2 separate regions of the Gasterosteus aculeatus genome follow, and region 1 is linked to region 2. A link is a contact called in public Hi-C data. All regions are on one chromosome and are shown on one strand. The core of a region is the stretch at or near the end of the contact, and the rest is flanking DNA. Distances in the headings are between cores, read along the strand shown.

What was found. A called contact is a pair of places that touch in the nucleus more often than the background predicts.
Region 1: a contact with region 2 is called in a Hi-C map of whole body, with 5 times the contacts expected there. The contact joins the promoter of kiaa1217 here to the enhancer-like site in region 2. A contact is called at or near these places in 5 of 6 Hi-C or Micro-C datasets (liver, skeletal muscle, tail fin and 1 more).

The regions. Positions count from the first base shown.
Region 1 is chr21:16,425,526-16,430,235 of fGasAcu3.hap1.1, reverse strand. It overlaps kiaa1217 (KIAA1217 ortholog), which reads left to right and starts at 2,240. Exons shown (of 21, transcript XM_078095919.1): 1 at 2,240-2,465. The coding sequence starts at 2,396. It overlaps otud1 (OTU deubiquitinase 1), which reads left to right. Exons shown (of 2, transcript XM_040166678.2): 2 at 1-822. The coding sequence ends at 267.
Region 2 is chr21:16,350,912-16,355,429 of fGasAcu3.hap1.1, reverse strand. It overlaps kiaa1217 (KIAA1217 ortholog), which reads left to right. Exons shown (of 21, transcript XM_078095919.1): 18 at 1,039-1,119; 19 at 1,217-2,878; 20 at 3,393-3,524. Among protein-coding and RNA genes, the nearest start is that of LOC120811392, 4.0 kb to the right of the region's middle. Within about 2 kb of position 2,654, at least 1 of the 9 cell types and tissues checked has open chromatin away from gene starts, as enhancers often do.

The DNA.
Region 1 (4,710 bases), core at 991-3,490, 75 kb before region 2:
CTGACGACGGGCGGGAGCTCGGAGAGCCCCACCGTCTCCACCATGGTGCACTATCTCGGGCAGGAGGACGCCTCCAAAGGGGCCGTGTGGCTGAGTTGGCTGAGCAACGGCCACTACGACGCGCTCCTGGACGAGTGTCTCCCCAACCCCGAGTACGAGGACTGGTGCAGCCGCTCGCAGATGCAGAGGCAGCGGGACGAGGAACTGGCCAAGTCGATGGCGGCCTCCTTGTCCAGAATGTACATTGAGCAAAATGGGTCTGCGTGAAATGAATGAATTAAAGGACGCGGACTCGCCCGGTAGAGTGCAGAGGCTCTCGTTCTGCTCAGTGTCTACATGATTTAAAACGTATTATTTTTATAAGATTTATAGCTTCAGAGACAGTGCAGTGCACATACTTTGTTTTTTGTACATCGGTGCCAAATTAGTGGCAGTGGTTTCTGGAAGTGTTGGAAGGTGTGAGAGAGAGTTTTTGGCGGTTATGTTGACATGATTGGATTGACGTCTTGCTGATAAGTTGCTGTAATGAGGAAGTGCTTTGGAGTATTTATTTGCCTTTTTATTGGCAAACCTGTGTGTTTTTTTTATGTTAGTGCTTCATAGAACATTGCCAATTACAGAAATGAACTTTGATCTGTTATTTGTCAAACAGCTGCTGTTAAATATCTGTAACGCTGCTCTCTTTTGCACAAAAGTCCCATCAGACAAATCCAGAGAGTTTGATTTGCATCTGTGAGAACAACTCAATGCTTCTTTTTCTGTTATTCCAGTTCTCTTCAGTCTTTTGACAAGATATTTCTAAATAAAATAATGAAGAAACTTGATGGTTTCATGTTTAATTTGCATGCTCATTACTTCCCTATTTGTCTCCTGCATGAACCACCGCGCTATTCAATATATAACGTTAATGTCAGCCGCGGTGTCTTGGTGGCAGAATTTGATGTTGCTTTAATGGGATCCATCTATTGCACTGCAGCGAACTGATGTGTGCAGTACTCGTCCGTCACCCCCTGCTGTCCTAAAGTAAAGAGTGATGTTTGGAGTCCATTACATGCAGTGACTCTGATTCAGATCCAGGCTGCAGTGCTTAGTGTATTAAGCCACGGCGGTCCTAATACACAGATCCCAACCGACCCCAAACCGGGTCATCTTGCTCTTCTGAGTTTGTATCTCTGGTTGAAACGGACTTATTGTAAGTCGCTTTGGATAAAAGTGTCATCTAAATGACATGTATGTGTCCTGGGGGAGCTGGAGTCTGTCCGCCTGCTGTTTGATGCTCTGCAGGTATTGGATAGGGAAAGGAAAATGTCTATCCCTTATGTTGTAATATTAGCAACGTTTTCCTCTTTAGCATTTTGTTTTAGCCTTTTGCAAAATGATTCAGGTAAAACATCCTGTAAGAAAAAAAGACCTTATCTCTTATCAAAGTTGTAAAGTACCTTTTCCCACCTCTATGGAATTGTAATGTGCATTTGTTTGTTAGGAAATGAGCTCGAAAAATGAATAGGATTGGGAGAGTGAAACGAAAATCTCTTCGGAAACATGACGGATATTATGGAATAAAACCTACTTGAGAAGGCAGATGAATGCTGTGACCCGCAGGCCTACAATTCAGCACAATCGCCACTAGGTGGCGTTGTGGCCCACAAGAAACATTTAGATAAACCAATATGAAAGGAATTTGTGTCTACTTAAAATGATTGGGACCTGGTATTTGGACCTATGGCCTTAACAAAGCTTTAAAAAAAAGGAAATACAATGTTAAATATTGTGGTAAGTTAATGAGGGGAATTATCGATTTGGGGCGTTTGTGTTATTTGTCCAATTAATTAAATACAGAACACTGTGTCGCCTCCGAACCACAGAACTGTAAACCGCGTTTCCCTCCTGGTCTTCATCTCTTTCCATAAAACCATCAGTATTCAACCTCCTCCTTCAGCTCGATGATGGGTTCGTAATGGATATTTTCTCCACGAAAGCGATGACGTAACCCTGCAGTCATGTGGACATTAAGTTTTGAAAAAAAAACCCCAAAAAAAACATTTTTTAATGCAGGAGGTGATTTGTCCCGGTTCCTTCCCCCGTTGCGGTCCACAGCGGGTCGGGCTGCACAGCGCAGGGCCGGCGAGAGGCGGGCCGAGCCGAGCCGCAGTACTGGCACGCGGTCAGCGCGCACACACGCTGCCGGGACCCCCCCCCCCCCCCCTCCCCTTCCCCTCGTGCCCCCCCCCCGCCCCTTCCAGACTCCAGTGGAAGTGCGCTGTGCACGCGGTTCACACCTTCGACGCAGTTCTCGTGCTCGGAAGTTGCCGGACACTTGGAAAACTAAACCCGGAGACCGGAGGACGCGGTCGGCGGTCGCGCGGCTCTGACCCGGGAGCTGTGGCCGGTGACGATGTCGGGACACCGGGTGCAGTTCGCGGACCTTCCTCCGAGTGAGATGAAAGGAAGTCCCAAATGCCACAGTAAGTGACTATTGATCAGCGCTGACCTTGATTTCACCTCTAAGGATGATCTGGGAAACTTGTAAAGCTTATTTTCAGAGGTTCCCTCTTTAGCCGTCAATCATTTCATAGTGACTTCACATTCAGCACTGGTGTTTGTGTTACTACAGTATGTTATTTTCATTTTAGACCTCATGTAAGTGTAATTATTCACCACACTCGAGCTGCCTTGAAGAAGACGGTTGTGTTCAATAGATGTTTTATAACTACCATTGTTGCCAAATTTTTCATTAATTTCCATCAAAGGGAAATTGTAAAAGATTCGATTTCCTCCAATTTTCCGTAAAAAGTTATTTTGCTCTCATGTCTTTGAGGAAATGTAATTCTGCTCCCCATGCGTGACCGGTTTGTGGAGACTGTGCGATGACCCCTCACCCACATCTTCACAGTGGTCTCATCCCATTCAGTCCCCTTATCTGAGGTGTCAGTTGCCCTTTTACGGGCTGCTGCTAACTTTTAAATCCTCAGGGAGTGTAACACCCCCCTCATGCTCTGTCTCAGTAAGGTGGCGCTCACCTTGAGGGTGCATTTAGTGACCACTTCGCGGCCTCCCAGGCAAGTACGACGCGTATAACAGTGGCCGTTATAACGCACTCGGGGCGTTTTCGCCTTTTTTTTAAAGCACAAGATGTGTCTTTTCTGAAGATGTCATTGCATGTGAGGCGCGACAGAGTCAGCGGTGCCTGCCTCTGCTGCAGCGTTTGCACTACAGCGCGAGACACTGAGAAGCTGAGCTCATCTCCATGGTGACAGGTTGAGTGACGGGAGACGTGAACAAGGACGCGATGGGAAATTGCCCGTTTGGTGCAAAGCCCTGCAGAGGAGCATACCTAGCGTTCCATGAAGGCACATGTACAAGATCCTGGAAGTACATTATATATATATATATATATATATATATATAATGGAAGATGTTTTATCAGTCTGATTTTCCTTTTTGTGTGTGTGTGTGTGTGTGTGTGTTATGCCAATGTCAGCCACTGACACGCATGTGAGCAGCAGGGCGAAAAGTGCTGATGGTGTGTGCAGGTCAGGCCTACGCTGTGCGCACGGGAGCACAGGACGGACGCCTCGGCAGCAGACAACACTTTCTCACTGAGACGTGACGTCCGGATGCGGGTGACAGTTGGGCCCCGATTTCAGCCTCTTCTCTGTCCCTCAGATCCAAAATCCTTCATTTTCAATCAAGAGACACGAGACACGCATGGGCGCATGGAGCTCTCTGACAGCTCATCGTGGTTTAATCCTAGATGCAGATGTGAGCTGCTGGTTCTGATGAGGCTCTGCTGATGGTTCCGTTTCATTTACTTCAGTGAAAGCAGTACGGAGCGACATCTGTGTTTTGGACCGTTTGGCCGTTGTTGTGTCTCCCGTCTCACGCCGGTGAAAGTACTGCAACATCTTTTTCTCAGGGTTATTGATAACGTTGGCATTCGACACCAGGCTAGACTTTGTGGTACGTTGGGCCGTGGCGGCTCTGTGCTCAGGCCCGTCTTCCAGCTGTCGCTACGTGGACGTTCTAACCCATCCGTGAAAGGGGGGGGGGGATCCATCTCCTAACGGTCTGTTCGTTGCAGACTCTCCGCCTGTGGGGGCTGCACATTTAATGAGTTACCGTCGTGCGTCTTTCAGTGGGCTGCTTTACGTCCCAGACAGCTGCACTCTGATGTTTATCATCTCCGGTTCCCAGCGATAGATATGCGAAGACTATGTCAACAGTTTCTGGTTGGAGGAGGATACGCGGCGTGGATTGGACGGCCGAACGCTGAGGTGGACTCCCGCTTTCCCGTCCGTCTGGTATCAATTCTCGCGAAGAAAGGGTGGAGCGCTTCAACTTTCGACTCTTATGTCTCTCCGCCCAAATGTTCTGTTCAATCCGTTTGGTTGCATTAAGTCGTTTTCTGTAGATACTTCACTCATTGCACTTAATGTGAGCTTCTTATTGACCTCGGGTGACGTTCCTGTCGCCGTGGATGAGGTGGGAAGTGCCGTGGTGGGTCGGCCGGGCCGTCTGTCCCGTTGAAGACGCTGATCCTCCTGGAAATAGTCAGGCCCCCCCGAGAGACTAAACAGCTGTTTGACTGCGGACTAAAAGCCCGTCCCTTAAGGGTTAGAGATTTAAGGGAAGGCTGCGGCCTTCTCTGCCCAAAAGTAACACGCTGCTCCTGCTGCTGTTGTTGTAGCTCCACACTCCGATAAAAGGCAC
Region 2 (4,518 bases), core at 1,405-3,904:
TTTCCTTCCCTGTTTTGATTCAACTGGATATCTAAGCTTAAATATATTTCAGGATTAAGTCTGCATAAAATGAAGCTTCTGAAAAGATGCGGTGTCTTTTGTGCGCCCGGACCAGACCACGATGTGTTTTGCCACTGATTTAACCATCTCTTGTCAATAAAAAGACCTCGGCACTGTTTTCTACAGGCAATTCAATCGTCTTGTGTCTTTCTTTAATTACACGTCTTCATAGAAATTCAACAGAACAAATATCTCTTAAATGATTGACAATTGAGAGAGCAGTTAAAAGTCACGTTGAGGACACATCTTGTTTTTGCAGACTTGGTTCACTCGAGGTCAGTCTGGCCACAATGCATGTTACTTTCCACCACTCGTACTTTTCTGGTTCTCTTTGTCTTTGCATAACTTCACTTCAGTTCGCTTTCCCAGCTTCACCCCTTTATTACCAGCACAACCCTATGACTTCTCACATCAGCTCAAACGATATGTACATTCAAAAAGCTTTTGTCAATTGATGTGCAAAGAGGACGGATATGTCATAGCGGACACATTTGATCAATTGAAAGTAACGGTTTCGTAGTATTTAAGTTGAATTACTGTAAATAATAATTAGCTAATGTTGCACAGATCATGACCCAAATGATTTCACTGAAGTGAAAGTAGTGTTTTATTTGCATAGTGTCAACAGTAAATAACATATGAACAAAATAGGAAAGGGAATTATAAAGGTTAGTAGGAAAGGTATACAAAAAAAGAAAGAAGCTGATTTTCTTGTGTTATCAGCTTTTTAAACTATATTAATTTCCCTGAATGCATTTTGATGTGTGGCATTTAGTATCATAACGGCATATAAACATGATGTCATAGCGTGCATATCAGTTTACACGCTATTTATAGTTTGCTGTTGCCTTGCAGAAGGTAATTGTTCAATGCAGTGTTGACACTGTGGATACTACTGCAATGTGAACTCGCACTAATCCCACAGCAACCAGACACACCAGTTGCACAGTAATATTATTCCCTCACGCACTGTCCTAGCAGAGCTCTGAGCCCACTCGAGATGATAAAGATCCAGACATAGATGAAAATGGGAATACCACTGTCCGACAGAGCCAAGGGGTACGCATGACTTTGCATTATTCACATATCATTGATGTATAAGTAATGTATGTTCTAGATGTGAGACATTTTAAACAGCTACTTCTTCATTTCTCAGGTCATATACTATGTGACCGGTCAGATTCCCAAAGAGCATCCGCCCCCGTCAGGAACAGAGGAAACCCCCGAACACCGGGAGCCCACACAGCCTCCATCACAGGTGTCAAATGTCAATGTTAACGACAATTCTCCAAGCCAGCAGCAGCAGCAGCAGCAGCAGCAGCCGCCGCCACAGTCTCCACCACCCAAATCACCACCACCTGTCACACCTCCACCTATATCACCCAAGCCCGTGGGACTGAAAGGGTTCAAACTTCCAAGGACGCAAGTCAAACGCGCTGAGTCCTTGAAGACCAGTGCAGAAATGGAGAAGGGAAAGAACCTCAATAAAATGAATACTGAAAGGAAAAGTAAAGCTATCCAGCAACGTGTTGATTATAGTAAAATGATAATACCCGAGGCTGCGGCTACCACAACGACCGCCGCCGTACGAGAGGCGCCAAAAAGTTCTGTTGCTCCACCAAAAAAGCCTCCAGGCGAGGGCAGCGATCCACCAACATCCGACTCTAACCTTGAGGAGTATCATGACGGGGCGAGTCTCAGTCCGGACTTGCCTGGAGAAGAGCCGCCCCCGCCCCCCGACAACATAGCCTTTATGATCACCAACACCAAAGTTCAGGCCCTTTCCCGTGGCGAGTACCAGGAACTGGTCGACGCCAAAAAGGGAAACGACTTCCAGACTTTTACTTTAGGCAATGCGCCTTACCGGGGCAGCCCGACCGCAGAACCCACCGCGCCGCAGGATAACGGCTTCAACAAGAAGCCCGTCATCATCATCTTTGACGAGCCCATGGACATCCGGTCCGCGTACAAGCGCCTGTCCACCGTCTTTGAATGCGAAGAGGAAATGGACAGGATGCTGGCGGCGGAGTGCATCGAGGAGGAGAGCGAGGAGTCGGACACCGAGAGGGGGGGCGGGCAGGTTAAAGCGGCGGTGGTCGCCGTCACTCCTCCGAAGGTCGCCGCCGACCACACCAGCTTGTCATCCTCGTCTTCGTCGTCGATCCCCGAGCTCACCGAGGGCGGGATGAATTTGGAGTCAAACGGCGACGGCAAGCAGGATGTCAAGAAGAAGTTCAAATTTAAGTTCCCCAAGAAGCAACTGGCGGCCCTGAGCCAGGCAATTCGCTCGGGCACCAAGTCCGGAAAGAAGACTTTGCAGGTGGTCGTGTACGAAGATGAGGAGGAATCCGACGGTACCATCAAACAGCACAAAGAAGCGAAGAGATTTGAGATCACGCGCTCAAAGTCCGTATCGGACGCACACAAGGCGACGCGCTCAGCCGCGCCGAAGAGGCAGAAGTCCGACTCCCTCCACAGGACGGACGAGATCCGGAAGAACACCTACAAGACACTGGACAGCCTGGAGCAGACCATCAAGCAGCTGGAGACCACCATTAGTGAGATGGGGCCGCAGTCCCCCGGGGAGCCGGTCGGCACGGAGGAAGCGGAGTGCGGGAAAAGCTCGGAAGGAGTGGGGCTGAAGAGGTCTTCCTCTCTCCCCACCTCCAGAGGGCCAGGCGCTAAGGTACCCAGCAAAAATCCACTGCTGAAGAAGATTAAACCTCAACTCCTTCCTCGCCCTGTAGTCTTCCCTACTACCACCAGCACCACCATCACCACCACCACTGTCCCCAGTGCCCCCACCACCGTACGACAGGTCACTCTCTAGCTCTTGTTCCTCCGGGGAGGCTTTGGTTCCTACTTTTTCAGTTTACAACCTACCTTCACTCCAATCCTAACCACTGAAATCACAAAATCATTAATCCACTCCACAGGTGCTTGGACATTTTTGGAAATGCCCCCCAAGGCTTTCTCTTTCTGTGAAATCATGGTGACATGTTTGGGGGTCCTTTGGTCGGGTTCCTGGCTACCGTGTGTCTCCTTGAGTTCATTGCTTAAACCTCCTGAGGTTTTCAGCAAATCCATCATCAAAAACCCTCTCGTGATGATTAAGCTCTGATATCTTCCTTATTCTTGACTGCATGTACTGCTGTGTGTTGACTTAAAGGTGTATGGTCCCACTGGGTGCATGATCTTTCACTGGTGTTAATCGTTGAGGCGTTACCTGTCAGTGCCTTGACTTTTCATACTTCCTTTGTGGTGTGTGTGTGTTTTTTTTTCTTTCTTTTGTTTTATTTCTTCTTTTGTTTTTCGTTTGGATCCCCTTGCAGAACACCAGTGTCGCTTCCCCTACTAGTCGGATGCCCGTCCCTTTGTCTGCGAAGTCCAGGCAGTCGCCGGGTGCCTCTGACAAAGCAGGAAAACAACAAAAACTGCAGGACGCTCAGAGGCAGTTTCGACAGGTAGTTTTACTGTAGGGCCTTGCCAGAGACTAGAGGAATCTAACGTATAGCAAAAAACATCAGGCTTGTATTGTTAGAGGGGGAAAAAAAAAAGACTGTGCTGTGAGATTTTAAGTGTTTAGAAAAAAAATGAAGTCACCTCGGTGACGGATGTGGATCTGTTTCTCTCGTGTCTGCTCTGACAAGAAGGCATGTTTGACTTTTGACTGTTTGCCCATAACATCACTGTACTGGTTGCTTTCGCATGTCCACACTGCTCATGGTTTTCACTGTGTTGGTGACAAAAAAAAACAACAGAAAACCGGAATCCTACCCTGTCATCGTCTGAGTTGTCCTCCTATCTCTCGTTCCCATCACAGCTGAGTTCCTAAACAGTGTTGCCAAACCCACGATGCTTGTGGCTAAAAGTTAAAACACAAAACCTAACCGCCTCTTTCGGCTGCGCTCCTCCCTTTCTCACAACGCACCACGCGGCTTCTTAACCTCCCGGTGCTGTATTTCCTTACCCCCAGAACCGAGCCACAACTCACCACCTTGCGGCGTGGGTTTCAGTGGAACACCGGCCCACATCTCCCCTGTCTGCTCCCACGCTTCAAACCCCCTGAGCCTGTTCAATCGATGTCTCTCCAGCCTTCCTATGCATCCCTTGCCTTGTGAATGCCCCCCACCCCCCACACACACTTCCCCTTAAAGAGGCCTAACTCTAACATGGGCGGTCTGCAGAGACGCCCGTCCTGTCTGCCATCGCACGGTCTAATCTTCGCAGTGTTCTGTTTCTGGTTAACAAGTCTCTCGGTCCAATCTGTCGCTGTCTTCATTTAACGTAGGACAAACCAACCTGTTGTTGTTTTGGTATTCATCGTTGTGTTCCAGTGATCACGTATGTGTACTCTTAGTGTGTTTCTATGTGTAGAACTTGTAGGGGGTTTTGTTTTTAGCTTAGTCTTGCCTTTTGTATGTACTATTTGACCAGATTTCCTTTCTGACAACCAGT